3 separate regions of the Mus musculus genome follow, and regions 2 and 3 are each linked to region 1. The links are chromatin contacts, called in public HiChIP or PLAC-seq maps. All regions are on one chromosome and are shown on one strand. The core of a region is the stretch at or near the end of the contact, and the rest is flanking DNA. Distances in the headings are between cores, read along the strand shown. Region 1 holds the start of Nup35 (nucleoporin 35). Region 2 has its middle 35 kb from the start of Gm13752. Region 3 overlaps Dnajc10 (DnaJ heat shock protein family (Hsp40) member C10).

Region 1 (4,541 bases), core at 833-3,332:
AATAGAAACTTTAAGAAGAAGTGTCAGAGAGAGAGAGAGAGAGAGAGAGAGAGAGAGAGAGAGAGAGGGAGGGAGGGAGGGAGGGAGGGAGGGAGGGGAGGGGAGAGGAAGGAAATGCAATGCCTCTGGCTTTGACTGGACAGAGTGATGCTAGCAGCCAAATGACAAGTATAGTCTTTAGAAGGTGGAAGGAAACCCATACTCCTCTTGTATCTCCAAAGAAACCAGGCCTATTGCTGCCTTGATAGGAGCCCTTTAAAACATAGTCTGGATTTCTGGCTTCAAAAAAATGTGGTTTTTTTTTTTTTCGATGCTTTAAGTTACCAATTAGTTGGTGATCCAGCACAAATCATGTGCTTTTGTCTCTGTAAAGACCATTGCTGAGTAAACACTGATTTATATGTACAAGATCAAGGCATGCATCTTTTGATATGTAGAACACACACTTATTTTAAAATTTATATTTATTTATTCTTTTGTGTGTGTGTGTGTGGGGGGGGAAGGGGCAGAGTCTGTATAGCTTTTGCTCTCCTGGAACTCACTATATACAGACCACGATGACTTTGAACTTGCAGAGATCCACTTGCCTCTGCCTCCTGAGAGCAGGAATTAAAGTTGTACAGCATTGCATTCAGCACACCCTTTTTAAAAAAGGTAAACTGAACATGTAAGTGGTTTTCAGATTTTAATTCTGGGTGGGTGGGTGGTGGTGCACACCTTTAATTCCAGCACTCTGGAGGCAGAGTCATGGAGGCCAGCCTATTTTATAAAGTGACTTCCAGGACAGCCAGGACTATGCAGGGAAAACAGGTCTCAACTGAACCAAACCAAACAAAATAAAATTGAATTCTAGGAATCTGTCATTTAATATTGGAATCATTGTGAAGACGTGACAGCCAGCTCTAACCCCATGGCGTTGTTGTATTGCCTGTACAGGAAGAAACCGCTGTCTCTCAGTCTGTAATGACACTCTCCTAAGAGCGGTCAAGTCTGTCTAATGATTCATACCTGACTTCTTTGTAGTGACTCACAAATTTAACACAGTATCAGGCTCAAGGCTGTTGGCTTTTGCATTTTTATTTTTATTTTAGATAGAATTCTCTGTGTAACCCTGGCTGTCCTGGAACACCCCTGTAGACCTGGCTGGCTTTGAACTCTTTGATCTGCCTTCCTCTGCCATCCAAGTGCTGGAATTAAAGGCGTGTGCCCCACTGCCCAGCCAAAACTAAATGTATGTTAACACACACATAAGCACATGAATATACATACTCTAAGGAGAGGTAGCAGAGTGAAGAGGAGAGCACACAGATGCCATGGGCAGGATGCCTGTGGCTCCAGGGCTTTCCTTATCATTAACATGGGCAGTGGTGACACATGCCTTTAATCTCAGCACTTGGGAGGCAGAGGCAGGAGGATTTCTGAGTTCAAGGCCAGCCTGGTGTACAGAGTGAGCTCCAGGACAACCAGGTGATGCAGAGAAACCCTGTCTCAAAAAAAAAAAAAAACCAAAAAAACAAACAAACAAAAAAAGCTACAAGAAATGATGATGGAAAACATATTTTGAGAAAAAAAGGCTTATATCAAGTGCAGGAATCAAGTTGAAAGAAAGGAATATATAGTTTCATTAAATGTACTTTAATAGGTGCTAGGGAAGTTGATGCAAAAATCTCACTAATTATCAAGAGAGCAAAGGAATCTTTATGAAGCATTAACAACAACATATTAGGAGGCTTTCCAAGATCTTTTTCTTCTTTTTTTTTTTTTTTTTTTTTAAATTTGGTTTTTCTAGACAAGGTTTCTCTGTATAGCCCTGGCTGTCCTGGAACTCACTCTGTAGACCAGGCTGGCCTGGAACTCAGAAATCCGCTTGCCTCTGCCTCCCAAGTGCCGGGATTAAAGGCGTGTGCCACCACTGTGGTTTACTAGTCTTAGAAGCAGACGTCTCACATTGCTCTCGGTATCCTCATAAAATCTTCCTTAGCATCCCAGACATGGTAAAGAAGGTTGCCCTCTTCCAAAATGGCTGAAGCGCCCTCAGCCTCCGCAGAGAGCATGACCGGAAGTTGCGCAACCCATAAGGCTGAGCGGCTCTTACGGTGATAAGAGTTTCCGCCATTTTTGAAAACTGGGAAGCTCATTGCTGGAGTAGGAGCGGCCGTTGCGATGGCAGCGTTTGCGGTGGATCCCCAGGCGCCCACGTTGGGTGAGTGGACCGCGGCTTTCCCGGCGGCACAGCCAGCGCGCTGTTGACCCGGAGGTGTCACACGCCACGGAGGGAGCGGGGAGCGCTGTGGCCGGTGACATCTGGGCGGTGGTACCCGGGAACCCGGCACGGCGCCCGGCTGCACTGTGGTCACCTGCCCCGTACCCCGAAAGCATGCACGAGGATGGGCGGTGAGCCACTGGTCGCTGTAGTAACCGGTTGCCGCTGGGCCACCTAGGTTTCTAGGTCGGATCTTAATGTCACAAAAGAAATTTGTATATGAATGCATGACCCAGAACCAACCTGGCTCGCCCGGCTCCCCCGCCTTTTACTTTGGAACTTGACTCTATTGGACGACTGCTGATTCTAAAGAATTATCCCCATTATTTGTTGGGGAAACGTTCCGAATATGCCGTATTTGGAGAAAAAACAAACCAATTAACATGTTGATTCTCCACTCCCGCTGAGTTTTGTGAGTAGTGACAATGGTCATATTCTACAACAGAAAACAAACAAAACCTGTCTACAGTTTCCTAGACGTATCGTAGTATTATTAGTTTATAACTCTCTAAGCTTGGTAAAGAGAGTAAGCATTGTATTTATTGTGTAGAACTAACTTTGTAGATTCAAAAGGCATGTAATGCTTGCCACGTTTTGGGTAAAAAGTTGTTTTAAGAATAGAGTTGCAGCCGGGCAGTGGTGGCGCACGCCTTTAATCCCAGCACTTGGGAGGCAGAGGCAGGTGGGATTTCTGAGTTCGAGGACAGCCTGGTCTACAAAGTGAGTTTCAGGACAGCCAGGATTATACCGAGAAAACTTGTATTAAAACCAAACCAAAAAGGGAAAAAAGAATGACATAACTTGATTTTGTTTATCATAAAAACTGAACCAATAATGCTAATAATGTAGATACACTGTTGCATTAAAACTTGTTTTCTGATTTTTTTTTTCATATTATTTAGAGATCAGGGCAGTTCCAGTTTTTCTGTCCAACAGTGACATTTTGGAGAGCATATTTTCAGGTGTAAGAAATGTGAACACATTCTTGTATATTGCCTAGCTTAGGCTCTGACTTTGTCTGATATTAACTGTTCAGAGTCACATGTTGCACGTGTTTTAGGTGTCTGCTGGTCTGACATCCTCTTGGCACCTCACCCAGGCACTCCTCTCTGAGGAAGTCAGTGAAGGAATTAACATTTAGGGGCAGAGATTGAGAAGTGGAATTTCAGACGTGCAGGATGCAGCAATCATTAAGCCTTTATGTTTAGTCATGAAGGAATGGTTAGTGGCAGTCTGGCTTCCTACTTTATCACGGTGTATTTAGGTAGCTGAGTTTTTTCTTGACCTAATTAGATTGTTATATAATGTGCAAGTGTATGGATGTGTTGTGTGTCCTGGGACTGAATTTAGGCTTAATGGCAAGGACTTTGACCCATTGAACCATCTCACCACACCTTGATAACTCTTACAGTTGTCACAGTTTTCCTACCCCTCTTGTAGATGATAGTTGTGATGTTACCAAAACCTTTGTATTTTGTTACAGGTCTTTTCTAAATATCTATTTAGAATATGCTTTTGTTGAGACTTCTGGTTTGAGTTTAACTTACTTTTTTTTTTTTTTTTGAGACAGGGTTTCTCTGTATAGCCCTGGCTGTCCTGGAACTCACTCTGTAGACCAGGCTGGCCTCGAACTCAGAAATCCGCCTGCCTCTGCCTCCCTAGTGCTGGTATTAAAGGCATGCATCACAATGCCCTGTTTAACTTTCTTTTGAGATACGTAGTAGCACTATGTAACATAACTAGTGCTTTACAAAAGAATTACAATTTTCTTTTTACACCTTAGTGTGTGTGTGTGTTTGTGTGTGTGTATACATTTTTCCCCCGAGGGGGAGGGAGGGGTGAGGATGGGAGTTTCAAGACAGGGTTTCTCTATATATATAGCCCCTGGCTGACTGGAACTCACTTTGTTGACCAGCTGACCTCGAACTTAGAGACCTGCCTGCCTCTTTCTCACGAGTGCTGGAATTAAAGGCCACCACCATCCAGCCTTACAGCTTTTTTGATACTTGTTTTATTCTTCTGAGTTATTTTGTTTTTTCATCCCTCTTTTTAAACTTAAACTGTTAGTATCCAGATCTGCATTAATAATGGAAAAAAAGAGGAAGGGTATGCTATTAAAAGCTTTTGAATATCAGAAAACAAGTATTTAGGCTATTTAGAAGTTAAGCAATAGTTAGTAAAAACCACATAACTCTCATACCAGACATCAGACTTCTCTGAATACAATAAATCATACAAAGGCTTACTCCCTAAGCCAGAAAATGAAGTGTTCATCAGT
Region 2 (4,566 bases), core at 1,555-4,054, 280 kb before region 1:
CGGCAAAAGCCTTTCATTTATTTAACTTTGACAGCCTAGAATTTCCTTTAAAACTAGCTTGTTTATGCAAAATTCCACAAGTGGAATGCCCAAAGAAGTCTTACTTAGTAAAAGTATTCTAATTTAGTGAACTAGTTACTTGCACACTACTGAACTGGGCAACAGAGGGGTGCACGAAGGGAGCCCACAGACTACCCTCCTGTCACAGTCATAAATAGTGGATAGCTAGCTACTCAGTGCCTACCTATAATTACTTCCTGTACTTGCTGGTAAACATTTTACAGGCAGTACATTAAACAGTAGCTGTTACTTTTGCTTAAGCTGTATGTCTATGGAATGTGCGCTGAACATAGGACCTGCTGCTGGACATGGGGTTAGGTAACTCGGATAATTATTCAGTAGCTGACCTCAGATTCATATTGTGCATTCACAGCAGATGGCTGGCAGGTTGATATTTAAATGGAACACCTCTAAGGAGTATCACGTGTACACTGAAGCAATACTATTTCTCTGTGCAGCTCCTCCTAGCAGAGCAGAGCAAATCCTAGGAGACAGGCTGTGTACAGCCAATTAGAACTTGTTTTGGATACTTGGTTCCTTAATATCTTTTTAGTCGAGAGTATACTGCTACAGGGACTGGGGAGATGGTTCATTGGGTGAAGCACTTGGCCATGCAAGCTTCAGGATCTGAGAACCCAGCTGAAGCCAGGTGAGATGGTAGTGTACTTGTGCCCCTGCTCTTCTGTGCTCTGCCTGCCCTCCAGCCATGCCTTTACAATTCCTGCCATATCAGAGCTTAGAGCCTGGCTTTATGCCCAGCTCTGCATGGATATTTTAATTAACTGCAAGAGTATTCTAATTTTAATTCAAACTACTGTGCTAATAATTTATGGTAAGAGTTATTGAGTAAATTATAATTTCATATGAGATGGTCCAAATAGAAATAGTTCATCATAAAAATAGAAGTAAAACCCCTAAAATACATGTCACACTGAGAAGGGGGGTAAAAAACCCAGAATAACCAGAGTGACTTGGTGAGAGAAGAAACTGGAAAATACGACAAAACCAGACTTCAAAATATACTATTAAGTCACAGTAACGAGAACAGCATTCTGCCAACGTTAAAAACTGTCAGGTCATTGGAAGAGAGGTCCCTGAAATTAAACTACTCATATGGACAACTGGTTTTCACCAAGACTCTGAGAGCATACAGTGGAGAGAAGAATGTCTCCATTATGTCCTAGCAAAACTGAATACACATGCAGAAGTAGCCTCAGATTTTGTAATTACTATCAGGAAATATAGAGGGAACACTTCAAGATAGTAGTATAGCAATGACTTTTTAAATAAAGACACCAAAGGCATGGGCACAAATAGATGAAACTATATTCTACTAAAAAGCTGTATAGCAAAGGAAATAATTGAGAGAAAACAGTATAGCATATGGAAGTGCAAGCTTTATCTGTGAAGTATTTCACTAATGTCCAGATTGTAAAGAAAAATTCAAAGCAGGATGAAAATATGACCTGTCTGTGTAGTCAACAGTAAGAACTGCTCAGCCTCACTACTGAAATGCAACCCAAAACCAGAGATCACAGTGGCACATAGCGTCTACCTGTTTTAGTGGCTGTCATCACCAAGGAATATAAGCATCATGGCACTTGACAGAACATCATTCGGCTGTTGAAAGCAACACGCGGAGAAGTGGAGTTCACTCTACTAAGTGAAGTAAGCCAGGCACAAAGAAATACCACGTCTTTCTTTCTTGTGAAAAGTAAGGCCTCTAGAAGAGCAGAAGTGGCCACTGTGCCACCGCAAACCAAAGAGAAGAAGCAGCAGAAGTGGCCACTGTGCCACCGCAAACCAAAGGGAGGGAGACCAAGAGAAGTAAAAAAGAACGGCCGGTCAAATAGTGTTTCTTTTGGTTCCTTGGCAGTGATGTGGATAAAGTGCCCTAAATGAGAGCAGGTGTGGTGGTTTTGAGGAGTTAAAGGCACCTGCTTTGAACCTATCCCCCACCCCCAGCTCCCCATCCCTACCCCCACAACCTGAGTTCAATCCCCAGGACCCACGTGGTAGAAGGAAAGAACTGACTCCCTTATGGTGACTTCTGGCCTCCCTGTGTGTGCCATGGCACGTGCATGCCCACACACAAATACAAACACAAAGTAAATAGTCTTTTTTTAAGTCTGCAATACACTTCGGTGGACTAAAGGGCAGGAAACCGACACACAGGAAAGCTTACTGCTTGGACAGGAGAATGGAGCACTGTATACCACATATATAATTGCCATGCCCAGAAAAGTGCAAATGCCACCAAAAAAAAAATGTATATCAGTGATGGTTGCTGTTTAATTAGTACCCCCCTCACAATGCCTAACAGTATTGTGATCGGTGTTTTTACGATGTTTATTAGAAAATCGAATGTATCTTTGCCTATGAAGCCACACCTACTCCTTTGAAAAACACTTTCTCCATTTTCCTAACCTTTTTCCTTCCTCTAACAGGCTTCCCTGTGGGTTTTTATTAGAAACATCAGGCTCCAGTAGGTGGCAGTGAAAAACAAGAAGAGACTTCATTCCACCTATGGGGGGGGGGGGGGGATAGTCTTTTCTACTTCAGGCAGTTCTGTGGAGTCAGGCCCCTCGTTTGCATTGTTTTCTAGCTAAAAGGACCCTGAATATCAAGTGTTGACTGTGAAATTGTAAACAAGCTGACGTTTGTGATCTGCTGTAACATGACTAACATGTAACAGCACACAGGCACACAGCTACTGTAGCGTGCTACACTCTGTCCATGCCATGAAGCAAAGCAGACTCCCATTGACGAAGAGCGCAACCACATTAACATCTGTCACTTCCCAAGATTTACAACAGTCATCAAATTGTACTGATGCTTTTTTTTCAAAATTCTCAGAATTTTCTGTGCTTCCTAATGTTCTTTTAAACTCATGACAATCTCATTCTCAGTTATGAAGGACTGTTGCTCTAAAAATGAAGTTCCTGTCTTGTGACCCAGTTCCTTAGTGTGTTTGCTAATTTTGCTTACTTTAACTGTCTGTACCATGACGACTTAATTTACTAAGTAGAAAAAATGTATAGCAGGAAAAAAAATGTTCTGCCAACTTCATCAGCTAGTCGTATAAATAAAATACATGTTTTTTTTTTTAATGTGCAGACAAAAACCAAAATGGAAAAAAAATTTATGAAATGAAAGGATTTTTTATCATATCATCCAAATATACTATGTATACTTCTTGGGTCTGGTTCGCACACACACACACACACACACACACATACAGAGAACTGGGCTGCAGATATAGCTCAGTCGTAGATTTTTTGTTTTGTTGTTGTTGTTTTGTTTTGTTCTTTTGGTTTTTCGAGACAGGGTTTCTCTGTGTAGCCCTGGCTGTCCTGGAACTCACTCTGTAGACCAGCCTGGCCTCGAACTCAGAAAACCGCCTGCCTCTGCCTCCCAAGTGCTGGGATTAAAGGCGTGAGCCACCTGAGCAGGCACAAGGCCCTGGGATAGACCTACCCTCCACCCTACCCCACCCCTCAAAAAAAGTGGGAGGTGGCAGGGGCAGGAGGGGAAGAAACAAAATTGTAATGGATATTTGATAAGGGTATCTTGTTTTTCAGTAGGTTGATTTTTTTTTATGATAACAATGTCCAAGACTTGCTTCAAAATAGAATACAAAGGAAACAAAAATGGTTATGGGCGAGTGTCTTAGTTCAGGTTTTATTGCTGTGAACAGACAGCATGACCAAGACAACTCTTATAAGGACAACATTTAATTGGGGCTGGCTTACAGGTTCAGAGGTTCAGTCCATTATCATCAAGGCAGGAGCATGGCATCACCCAGCAGGTATGGTCAGGAGGAGTTGAGAGTTCTACATCTTTATCTGAAAGCTGCTAGAAGAATATTGGCTTCCAGGCAGCTACGATGAGGGTCTTAAAGCCCACGCCCACATGGCACACCTACTCCAACAGGGCCACACCTTTTAATAGTGCCACTTCCTGAGCCGAGCATATACAGATCATCACAATGAGTCAGATAGGGATTGATGCACCACTTTGAAATATTCCATGACAAGGATTTTGTATTACCCAAATCCAGTGGCCTAGAAGTACTTAAGTGTTCAACATCCTCCATTACCAGGGAAGTGCAGATCAAAAACAACTCTGAGATTCTATCTCACACTCCAGCAGAATGACAAGATCAAAAACTCAAGTGACAGCACATGCTGGAGAGGATGTGAAACAAGGGGGAACACTCCTCCATTGCTGGTCAGAGTGCAAACTTGTACAACCACTCTGGAAGTCAATCTGGTGGTTTCTTAAAAAACTAGAAATAGTTCTACCTCAAGACCCAGCTATACCACTCCTAGGCATATGTCCAGAAGATGTTCCACCATACCACAAGGACATATGCTCCACTATGTTCATGGAGCTTTATAAGTAATAGCCAGAAACTGGAAACAACCCAGATGTCCCTCAACCGAATAATAAAGAAAATGTATGTACATTTACAAAATGAAATACTTCTCAGCTATTACAAAGACA
Region 3 (4,411 bases), core at 1,426-3,925, 300 kb before region 1:
GGTCACAGAGTTGTAAGACATGAAACAGTCTATTTCTGTAAACAGACAGCATTTCCCAGACAACTTAGAAGAAAGTATTGGCTTGCTTACAGTTTCTGAGGGTTAGTTCATAACCATGATGGAGGGTGGAGGTAGGCAGTCATGATGCTAGAGCAGAATCCGAGAGCTCGCTCACATCCACTCCCCACGGGCTTCAGGAAGAGAGAGAACAATGAGGTTGGGCCTGGGCTGGGCTTTTCAAACTTCAAATTCCACCTCAATGACACACCTCCAACAATGCCACTCTTCCTAATCCTTCCCAAATAGTTCGAGACACTGGAAACCAAATATTCAAATATGTCAGCCTATGGGGGCCATTTTCATTCAGACCATGAAAGCAGTGCTCTGAAGAAGTTTAGATGGCAGTGTGATAGGGACAAGAGAGAGATCTCTAAGGAAAACATGAAAAATGCTCAGTATATATAAATCTTAACAAGACCAGTAGTATTTGTCTATAGCATAGGTCAAGTGACAATATTTGAATTGAGCATAAACTGCTCACCTACTAAAAGCAAATATGGAAGTAAAAGAAATAGGGTCCTTTAGGCTAAAGCAGCAGTTCTCAACCTGTTGGTCCCAGCCCTTTGGCAAATCTCTATCTCTAAAAATAGTTATGATTCATTACAGTAGCAAAATTATAGTTACAAAGTAGCAACAAAAATAATTTTATGGTTGGGGCCCATGAGGAACTCTTAATAAAGGGTTATTTCATTAGGAAGGATGAGAAGTACTGGGCTAAAGGAACTGTGTGAACAGAAGTGTAACGAGATGACCCTGACTCCCAGTACTGTTGACAGTCAGATAAGGGCCTCCTACAGGGGAACTGTTGGCTTCTTCATAGCTTCCAGTGAAGGGAAGACTGAAGTTGAAAGTGTATGTAAGTTGCCCCAACTCTGCCAAGTAGACTTTTATGTGCACATGTGCCTTCACTCAAAAACCAAAGCTTAGGACTCTAAGCTGTTAGAGCCTCACAGCAAGATAGGTTTTACTGTGAGCCATGCTAGCCTGAAACTCGAAGTATCCCAAGCTGAAACTTCCCTTGAACCTCCTCTTCCTCTGCCCTCTTCCTGCCTTGCCCTCTGTATAGGTTTGGAGCAGTGTGCCCAGGTTGGAGTTACATGTGTTATGTGTTACCTGTGAAGTGTTCCTCGTAGCTTCTCTGCTGACTCCTTGTTTCCGGTCCATCCTCACTATGTGTACAGCTGCTTCCTGCTGTTTGCACTTAGGACCTAGCACAGCCTTTTCATGCCACTGCTCTGCCTTTTGAGTCTTCTGAAGACTCAACTTCACACTCCTTAGTATGGCAACAATGGCATTCTCTGTTTTGCTCACTGTTCTGTCTCCAGCACTTAGAATAATGCCAGATATACATAGTAGGAACTGTGTAGAGTTGTTAAATGAGCGGGGTGCTTTCATTCCTGTTTCGCCTGTGTTCTTAGCCTCATCCCCAACCTCCGTTCCATCAAATATTCTTAGTTTCAACTCCTTTTGAATCCTTGGACATGTCACGTTCTTCCAGTCCTTTATGCCCTCACACATGACCCTACCTTGTGAATTTTAAGTATTCCTTCCTATTCCTCCAGAGAGTCAGCAAACTCCAAATTACACCTTCACAACTTACCCTTCTTCCCTAGGAAGCACACAGAATGTATAAGCACTTCTCTTTGTGTTAATAAAAACTATAATACACTTTGCACTCAGCACCTTTGTGTCGGTATATAATACACAAAATGGGGAGAGGGGCAAGTGAGCTCTTTTTAACCTGTGCCCTAAAGATTTTATAGACTTGGAAAGAAAGCAGACAGGTAAATGGACAGTTTTTAAATGTTTGGGTGTGATGAAGTATCCATTACCCAAACAACTGTTTCTTGGTTAGGAGTCTGGGAACAGGTTATCTTAGTTTCTCTGTGATCCTGCAGTCAAGGTAGATGAAGGCCATCTGAAGGTTGGCTGTAGCCACCACATGAGGATTCAGCATGGCGTGTGGGATCATTGAAAAGCTTCATGTGGCAGGCGGCCGTGGTTCTTCTTGTGGCTCTGTGGGGTACTTACAGTGTGGGAGCTAACTAACCCAAGAGGAAGTAACCTGAAAATGAGAAAGCCAGCCAGAAGGAGCAGTGACTCTTATAACCTGGGAGCGCGTAAGATCACGGTCACATTCCACTGGTCACATATGCCAGCACTTGTACATGAAGTAAATGTCACTGGAGCTGCCTTGGAAAGAAACTGGCTATCAGAAAATAAGTGTACTTATGAAAAAAAACTGAGGTAGAACAATCTTGGGAGATCAGAGGAAGGTCTAAAAGTAATCTCCATGTAAGATGTAAACAATGGTTACCCAGAGAAGAGGTGAAACACATTCCAAATACTGAGTCGATTTATTCACAGGCCTGAGATAATAGAGCCCTGTTGGCCTTAAACCAGCAGGAGTTTAAAGATGAGAAAGTTCATTCTTGAAGAAAACAAAGATGCAGATTATCTCTGATCTTCTGGAGAAAGGAATTGGAATTTTATCGTGAAAGACAACAGAATGATACTTGATTTTACTTGATTTTAGATAAGTTACAGGCTGCTCAGAGTGGGTAGGAAGCAAAATTGGAAAGAAAAGTCAGGCAGCTGCTGGTTAGTCATTTAGGTTGACTATAGAAAATGCCATAGATAAGTGATCGTAGCCAAGAAAAATAATGAAGGTCAGTAGGCCAGTTTCAACCGTTTGGAAGCTCAATGTAATTTGGTTATTGTTAGGAAATAGGAAATTAAGAGGGAAGAGTCAGGGGCTGGAGAGATGGCTCAGCAGTTAAGAGCACTGACTATTCTCCCAGAGGTCCTGTGTTCAACTCCCAGTAACCACATGGTAGCTCACAACCATCTGTAATGAGACCTGATGCCCTCTTCTGGTGTGTCTGAAGACAGCGTCAGTGTGCTTACATATACATATACATATAATAAATAAATAAATAAATAAATAAATAAATAAATAAATAAATAAGAGAGAGCGAGAAGAGTCAGGCACTTCTCATCATTGTATTTAGTGACACGTACTTTGAGTCATTGGATCTTTCCATGTGGAAGAGGATACTGAATTAAGAGTTGACCAGAAGTAGAATGTGCAGGTCACAGTTGAATGTACACGTTGGCTGCAAGAAATTTAAGCCAAATATGAAGACATTAAGTTGTATATTAATGGCTAGGGCCTGAGTGAGTTTGAGTTAGTGTGAGTAAAGAAAGAGAATCCGTGGTCAGAAAGAAAAGTGTGAAACAGTTCAAGCACCAGCACTCAAGAAAATGGGCAGGAGAGTATACTGTCACGTGGCACTCGCAATGTAAACAGTGGTCAACTAACTTCTGTTGCCCATGACCTTAAAAGGAGGCGTTTTCTCTTTTTCTGTTTGCCATGACAATATAAATGTCTGACTCACAGGGCTCAACTTACTTTTGACTGTTCAATCAATAAGTCACAAGACACTTGGAAAAATAGAGCCTCTTGTAGACAAGAAAGGTCTGCCAGCCCAAGGACTGTAGCAAATCATTAAAAGCATTTAAGTTTCTTTTTCTCTTCTTTTTTCTTTTTTTTTTTTTTAAGGGCAACTCTGGTAGCAATAGGAAACCGGGTTCATTCAGGAATGCTGAGGCCAAAAATACTAGTGTGACTACAGCAGTAGCTGTAGGCATGGTGCTAGGGCAGGAAATGGAATTGACACGATCATTCAAGAATCATACACAAGAATCCCTCTGGAAAGTCCCATTTAGGCACCTGGGTAATGATCATAGCAAGTCAGTGTGAGAAAAGAATACATGTAACCCATTACAATTGAGATACTATGTTTCCAACATCAAGTACATGGTCCCACTGGACATTTTGTAACAGTTTGGATTCAAGAGAATTCTAAAGTGATAGTTGTACTTCTGATGGTGAGAAAGCATACCATAGAGGTCTGGTCATTTAACTAGTCTAAGAAACAAAAGAACATAGAGTAGACGGGGATTCCCGGCAGGCCAAGGTGAAGGTAGAGAACACAGAAACCTCACCAAAACCGGTACACCCATAGGCCCGTCTTTCTTTCTTAAATATTTTAAATATAAAAATTGGGATGTTTCTTTAGATACAAGACAGCACGTATTTTAATTTTTCTCAAATTTTAGGAAAGAAGATTCTATACGATATACTTGCTTTTGCCAAAGAAAGTGTTAATTCTCATGTTACCACACTTGGACCTCAGAACTTCCCTGCAAGTGACAAGGAACCATGGCTTGTTGACTTCTTTGCCCCTGTGAGTTCTTTTTATCTGTCAAGTTTCAAAAAGCCTTTTTCTTGACAACATGAAGGCTAGTACTAGAGTTGTCCCGGCCTTGCCACTCCTTCTGGGCTCTC

What was found. HiChIP or PLAC-seq counts read pairs in DNA pulled down with a chosen protein or histone mark.
Region 2: a contact with region 1 is called in an H3K4me3 HiChIP or PLAC-seq map of bone marrow-derived macrophages, with 5 times the contacts expected there. The contact joins the enhancer-like site here to the promoter of Nup35 in region 1. A contact is called at or near these places in 1 of 39 promoter capture datasets (embryonic stem cells), 13 of 484 Hi-C or Micro-C datasets (the G1E-ER4 cell line, LSK cells, bone marrow-derived macrophages and 8 more), 4 of 115 datasets of contacts at active chromatin or transcription factors (bone marrow-derived macrophages, embryonic stem cells and extraembryonic endoderm stem cells) and 3 of 9 other capture datasets (adipose tissue, liver and pancreatic islet).
Region 3: an H3K27ac HiChIP or PLAC-seq map of extraembryonic endoderm stem cells shows a contact between it and region 1, with 6 times the contacts expected there. The contact joins the enhancer-like site here to the promoter of Nup35 in region 1. A contact is called at or near these places in 1 of 39 promoter capture datasets (embryonic stem cells), 50 of 484 Hi-C or Micro-C datasets (the AML12 cell line, B cells, the Ba/F3 cell line and 26 more), 7 of 115 datasets of contacts at active chromatin or transcription factors (bone marrow-derived macrophages, differentiating embryonic stem cells, embryonic stem cells and 2 more) and 3 of 9 other capture datasets (adipose tissue, liver and pancreatic islet).

Annotation. Positions count from the first base shown.
Region 1 is chr2:80,636,730-80,641,270 of GRCm38.p6, forward strand. Nup35 (nucleoporin 35) reads left to right here and starts at 2,083. Exons shown (of 9, transcript NM_027091.4): 1 at 2,083-2,203. The coding sequence starts at 2,164.
Region 2 is chr2:80,354,292-80,358,857 of GRCm38.p6, forward strand. No RefSeq gene overlaps it. Among named protein-coding and RNA genes, the nearest start is that of Gm13752, 35 kb to the right of the region's middle. Within about 2 kb of position 2,805, at least 5 of the 459 cell types and tissues checked have an H3K27ac peak or open chromatin away from gene starts, as enhancers often do. A contact at or near this core is called in bone marrow-derived macrophages, where this site is marked.
Region 3 is chr2:80,336,291-80,340,701 of GRCm38.p6, forward strand. Dnajc10 (DnaJ heat shock protein family (Hsp40) member C10) reads left to right here. Exons shown (of 23, transcript NM_024181.2): 14 at 4,183-4,310. Among named protein-coding and RNA genes, the nearest start is that of Dnajc10, 23 kb to the left of the region's middle. Within about 2 kb of position 2,676, at least 18 of the 459 cell types and tissues checked have an H3K27ac peak or open chromatin away from gene starts, as enhancers often do. A contact at or near this core is called in the AML12 cell line, Sertoli cells and extraembryonic endoderm stem cells, where this site is marked.